Regions from separate parts of the Mus musculus genome. Here region 1 is linked to region 2. Evidence: chromatin contacts called from public HiChIP or PLAC-seq data. All regions are on one chromosome and are shown on one strand. The core of a region is the stretch at or near the end of the contact, and the rest is flanking DNA. Distances in the headings are between cores, read along the strand shown.

The links. HiChIP or PLAC-seq counts read pairs in DNA pulled down with a chosen protein or histone mark.
Region 1: a contact with region 2 is called in a FOXA1 HiChIP or PLAC-seq map of pancreatic cancer cells. The contact joins two enhancer-like sites. A contact is called at or near these places in 1 of 115 datasets of contacts at active chromatin or transcription factors (pancreatic cancer cells) and 1 of 9 other capture datasets (adipose tissue).

Annotation. Positions count from the first base shown.
Region 1 is chr17:30,549,411-30,552,216 of GRCm38.p6, reverse strand. The region is part of intron 1 of Btbd9 (BTB (POZ) domain containing 9); the gene reads left to right. Among named protein-coding and RNA genes, the nearest start is that of Btbd9, 25 kb to the left of the region's middle. RefSeq lists an enhancer at 1-2,806. Within about 2 kb of position 1,291, at least 60 of the 459 cell types and tissues checked have an H3K27ac peak or open chromatin away from gene starts, as enhancers often do. A contact at or near this core is called in pancreatic cancer cells, where this site is marked.
Region 2 is chr17:30,134,414-30,137,372 of GRCm38.p6, reverse strand. Zfand3 (zinc finger, AN1-type domain 3) reads right to left here. Exons shown (of 6, transcript NM_001356265.1): 3 at 1,868-2,050. Among named protein-coding and RNA genes, the nearest start is that of Zfand3, 130 kb to the right of the region's middle. Within about 2 kb of position 1,287, at least 43 of the 459 cell types and tissues checked have an H3K27ac peak or open chromatin away from gene starts, as enhancers often do. A contact at or near this core is called in pancreatic cancer cells, where this site is marked.

The DNA.
Region 1 (2,806 bases), core at 42-2,541, 410 kb before region 2:
CTGAGTTATGTGGGAACACTGAGGATGGTGAATCGAAATCGAACACAGGACTTTTCCATAGAGCTTGTGTCTGTGGCTCTGATTTCAGTCTCTTTAGTTCTTTATATGCCAACATGGGCCTTTCCACTGTATCTCTTTGGCACTAATCAGAGCGTCAGCTCTGGAGTTGCCACGGTTGCTACCCTTCTTCCATCTTTCCAGCTCCTGTTAGCTCTGTCCTTTTTTTCATGTGTACTGGTGGTGGGTGGCGGTGGTCATAACTGTAGTAAATGGGTGAGGTTTCCTTGCATGCAGGACAGTAGTGTTTCTCTATTACTTACATTGTGTAGAAGACAAAAGGGAAGTTTAGGCCAGTGAGATGGTTCACAGCAGGTAAAGTGCTTGTCACCCAGGCTTGACAACCTCTGTTAGATCCCTGGAGCCCAAGGGACCCCAAAGAGTTATCTGACTTCCACTCCCATATGCTGTGACTCGTTTGCCCCTCCCCCATACACAGACATAATAATTCTTTATAAAGAATATTTAAAAAGTGTAGTTTGGGAGGATGTTAACTAATATGTCCAAAGCTACAGCCTATTAAATGGTGCTGCCAAGGCTTGAACCCAGGCAGTGTAAATTTTTTTCTTTCTTTCTTTCTTTCTTTCTTTCTTTCTTTCTTTCTGTTTGTTTTTTTCGCAGGCTGGCCTCGAACTCAGAAATCTGCCTGCCTCTGCCTCCCGAGTGCTGGGATTAAAGGCGTGCACCATCACTTTCGATATCCTCTGATGCCCTGTTCTAAAGCCCCGCTGCCTCCAGAGGTGTGATGGATGCTGCCCTGTGTGCACTTGCAAAAGCCCAGGAACCATGTGAAGGAGAAAGTACAGGGAGCCGGGGAAGTGACTGATGAGTCCTCAGATCTAGAATAGTGTTTTCCCATCTGCTGAGTGAAGTGCAGTGCTGAGTCTTTGCAATATGATGTGTATTTCCAGCTTTGACAGTGGTTTTCTTTGGACTAGCCACAGGACTAGCTCAGTAGCCATGTGTGTTGTTATAAGGCCACTGTCACTGCAGCTTCAGAGGACAGGAGTCAGACATTAGTCTGTAGAGGAGTCAGCCAGCAGAAGAGGCATTGAAAAAAAAAAGCCCCCCCCCCCAACTCCAGCTCCTCTTTTCTGACTGGGGTTTAGGTGGAGTTGGGGTACCAGTGGAGAAGTTTGCTCTCATATCATCCTGAAGTTGTGAGGTGCCTTTCCCGTTCCAAACAGGGAATTACTCAGTATGCTTTGTTTGCTCTGGCTGCATTCCATAGACACCTTCAGAGTAGAGAGGCACTTGTGGGCCACCCACCACTCCAGCAGTTTCTAGGGAAAAGACTTGACAACTCCAGGAACTGTGAATGCCTTATACTGAAATATACAGTGAAATATACAGTGGAGGGAGGTCATGGGGAAGGATAGTTACTTATCTTCTGATGTATGAGCTCTGGGTAACCTACACAGTGAAGAGAGAGGAATTCTTGGTATTCAGGAGTCACTGTCACCTCCTCTTTCAGAGTCTCCTGTGGCTGTGCTGTGCTTAGCTCAGAGTGTGGTGAGCCTTCACCAGTTCGTGAGTGCTAGTTGAGAAGCAGATATCCCTGGAACTGAGCCCTGTGAATGGCTTCCTTCTCAATTTTCATTCTTTCAGTTTCTCCCAGAGGCCTCAGCCCACTAGAAAGAAGCACACAGGCTCCTCCAAAGTAAATGGCACCGAAGGGTTAGGAAGAGGACCAGTGGTTTCTGTCCCCACGAACAGGAGAGCGGGAGTTTTGTTTGGTGGTGAGGTGCTGCAGTGCTGTGGCTGAGCTGTGTGGGCTCTGAGGGCTGCACTGCGCTCCCTGTACTGCAGTGTGTCTAGCCTGAGAACAGTGGGGAACTCTGCACAGCACAGTGCTTTGCTGTGCTTAACCCTATTTGAAAAGAAAGCTGGGAAGTAGCCACTAGTAATTGGGGCTGACTGAGACTAGAGGAAAGGAAACCATATTCCCCTTTCACTTAAAAAAATATTTGTGTGCGTGTGCCTTTGTGAATATATCTTGTGGATGTGCACAGATAAGCCACAGAGGTCAAAGGAGGGCATTGGGTTGCCTGGAGCTAGAGTTCCACGTGGTTGTGAGCTGCCCAATGAGGCCTTTGGTAGCCGGTCAGTCCTCTCCAAGAGCCAAAGTGCTCTTAACTTCCCTCCAGCCCCAAGGAAAACTTTGTAATTAAAGCATTTAGTTTAAATAATGGAGATATTTAAATTACTTATGTCTGTTTTATTCACATACACATAATCACCTACATCGTGACATACTCATATATGCATATCATATAGTTTGCATATGATATGCAACATACCCACCCCCACTTGCCCTTTCTAGTCCCGCTGCAACTCCCCAGGATCCGGCTCCCAGTATGCTTCTACCTCCTGTGGTTTTGTTTTGCAAACCAGTGAGTTTAATTAGGGTTGTTTATAGGAGTGTGGGTAACTTACCAGTGGGCCTAGCATTGAGGAAATGTCTCCTTTCCTAGGAGTCATTAGCTGCCTCTACTCATGGAGGACAGTGGCGCCTCCAGAGCCCTCCCCCTACTATTACATCCCTGCCTGTAAGTGCTTGGAAGGGTGGGCCTTCTGAGCCCTGCTCTTCTCGAGGGTGAATGTTGACAGGCTCCATCTTGTGCAGCTGAGTTGGGATTTTATATTCACGCCCTGAGACCCGACAAGGTGGGGCACCTGTTTTATACTTCATTAAATTTGCAGGAAGCAGGTTGTTCTTGCCTCCCAAGGATTGCAGTTTGGATACATG
Region 2 (2,959 bases), core at 38-2,537:
CTCTACTCTACTCTACTCTACGCTACCTCTATACAGCACTCTACATAAGTCCTAGCGAAAGCAATTATGTAAGGGAAGGAAAGGCCATCCAAACTAGAAAGGAGGAAGCAAAATTATCTACTTCCTTGACACACTGTTAACATCCTTCTTCTCTTCTGAAATGATTTTCACACCCTTCCTAGTTCCATTAAACAAGTTATAATATTAAAATCTCCTTTTCTGGAATGCTATAATCTATCCCTGTTCACAATACTGTCAGATTGCTCCTTCAAAAGGACAGTGACACTATCACTGTCTCTTCATTAGAACCACAGCTATTGTTCAAAGTCCCAGTAGCTTGACTGGACATTCATTCAAGCTTGGTAATCATTAACTTTCCAACTTCATTCTCCATGAATGAAGTCACTACCCAAGAGAAACTCCAGGCAGCTTTCCTCCACAGCTCACACTACATGTGTGAAGTGTCTCTTCACAGCATTCTGTCTTCAATACCATTTCTGAGTAAGCCAGTGCCTTTCAATAACACTTACTACAAACGCTGACCTACTAACATTAAGTATACACAGAATGTGTCCGGCTTCTAACCCCAGCATCCGGACAGAACTGGGCTGGATCACTTCCAGTGTAGAGTTGTCCTGTGCAATATAAGATGTTAGCAGTCCTCTCGTCTCTCAGCATTGCGTTGCTTTGAGAGGAAAAAGGGGAATAATCACTCCTCTTTGCCATCTTCTGATTTAAATTGAATGTCCCTGCTAAACAATAAACTCTCTAAAGATCTTCTGTTTTATATTCTCAATATAACTGAATATAATAACATGTGAAAGTATTAAACAAATTATTTTTTTCCCTGCTAACCTTCCCCAAATTAGTAGACTTGATAACCTAAACTATTACATTTCTAAATACCCATTAAGCTTGAAACATAAATTCCAACCTTAAGGAAAGCATAAGAGGCAAATACTATGAGTTACATTGTGTCCCACAAGAAATCATTGTAGCATTATAACGACTATGTATCACATACAAGGGTAACAAGAGGACCAGTGGTATGGCTAGGCACTTATACACAGGATTGGCTAACTGGGTTCAATCCCCAGGCCCCTTAGCCTAACAGGAGAGAACGATACATACCTACTCGCTTACATCCTCATATTCAAAACACACACATTCGCAAATGCACGCAGTAAAATATTAAACAAGAATAAAAGTATCTCCTACTTTCTTCACACAGCCTGTGCTTTTATTACCTAAGTGTAAACTTAGTCAAGGCCAGTTAGCAGAGGCAAGAGTCCAATCTAAGTCTAGGTCAGGCTGACGTTCCCAAGACTGGTGATTCTAAATGCTTGCTGTACAGCAGAATTCTCCATAGACTTTAAAGGCTGAATCTTTGAGCTTCCTTCTCTTTGAAGAGTTAAATTAGGCTCAAGGATGATAATAAAAAACTAAAATTGTTTGTTAAATCCTCGGTGGAGAGCTGATGAAATATGTCCATGTTGTCATGCAGCCCTGATGACCCGAGTTCCAATCCTGGTGGAAGCAGAGAACTGACTCCAGCACACTGTCCTCTGCCCTCTATGATAACCATGCAAGTGCACTACATGCACAAGTCTTTCAAAAATGCAATAAAAAAGATTGCTTTAAATTTCCCCAGTGAGTTCTAATGTGAAGGCAGAGCTGATAACCGCTGGAAGGCTAGTCCTAAGAAGACCTCACCTTCTCTGGAGTGGCTGCACTTACTGACTTGCACAGCACAGCATTCCACACCCACACATTTGTCTTAAACAGAATCTGAGTTAAGCCTTCCTGAGCAAGGCTCTCACGCTGATGCTCCTGGGCTGCTCTAAGGCTCTCACAGATAGAGACTTACATTCCTCTGTACTCGGTGAAGTTACATTCAGTTCTGTCGGGAGCGACTGCTGGCTGGGACTAAGAGTTGGCGTGGTTACAGAGGTATTGTTGTTGTCACTGGTGGTCTCTTCGGAAAACAAATCTGATTGGCTGTTACTTGTACTTGGGGTGGAATCATCATCTGGTTGTTTCTTTTGAAAATCTACAGAAAAAAGGGTAAGAAAACTGGTTAATTACGGCCCTTACATCAGAGCAACCACTAGAAAACATTAATGTTAGGGTCAGAGTCACATGAAACATGGAGGAAGGCCACTGTGGTAACTAAAAGCAAAGTGCAGAAGTGAATGGCTGATGAAAAAGCAAACATAAAACCACGGGCATGATTTAAACTTTCAAGTTATATATTAACACCCTCTGTGGTTCAGATAAGGATAGACATTGATTTTAATACTGAACTTTGAATACACAAAGATGTTCTTAAGAGTAATCAGTAGAAAGGGGAGGGGGAGATTGAGACCTATCGGTGAGAGGTCAGAAGGAAAATAGCAGCACAAAAAAATAGCTCCCTAAACAAAAAACACATTAAAAATGGCAGAAATCAGTGGGTGCACATATATTATCAGTAATGAGGATAGATGTAAAAGAAATGACCACAACAGCGAAAAGAAATGGGCTGCATTTAGTTTACAACAGACATAAAAACACAAGGAGGTTGGTTTTCTAATTAGTGTTCAATTCAAGCTGACAACACAGCTCCTGCCCTCAGGCACAGAGCAGGCATGGATAGGAAGAGCCCCCACCCCAGGACTCAGGGAGGGGCCAGCAGGTCAAGCCCACCCAGTCCTGTGCTGTTTCTTTCCTGTATATATCTCCTAGACAATTTTTTTTCTTTTTTTTTCCCCCCACTTTTTGCAAACCCTTGTGTTGAGGGCTGACTTTTAATAGATCACAGTGAGGGAGCTGCTCTGCTATGTATGAAACCTCGACCCAGAAGAAGGTCCTCTACGAATGGTTTAGCACCAAGTTCTACACGAACGTGTGTTCAGTATGATGGAGACACTTTCTTATTCAGTGTTTTGACAAATTAAAAATGATTTATTTCAGTATTATT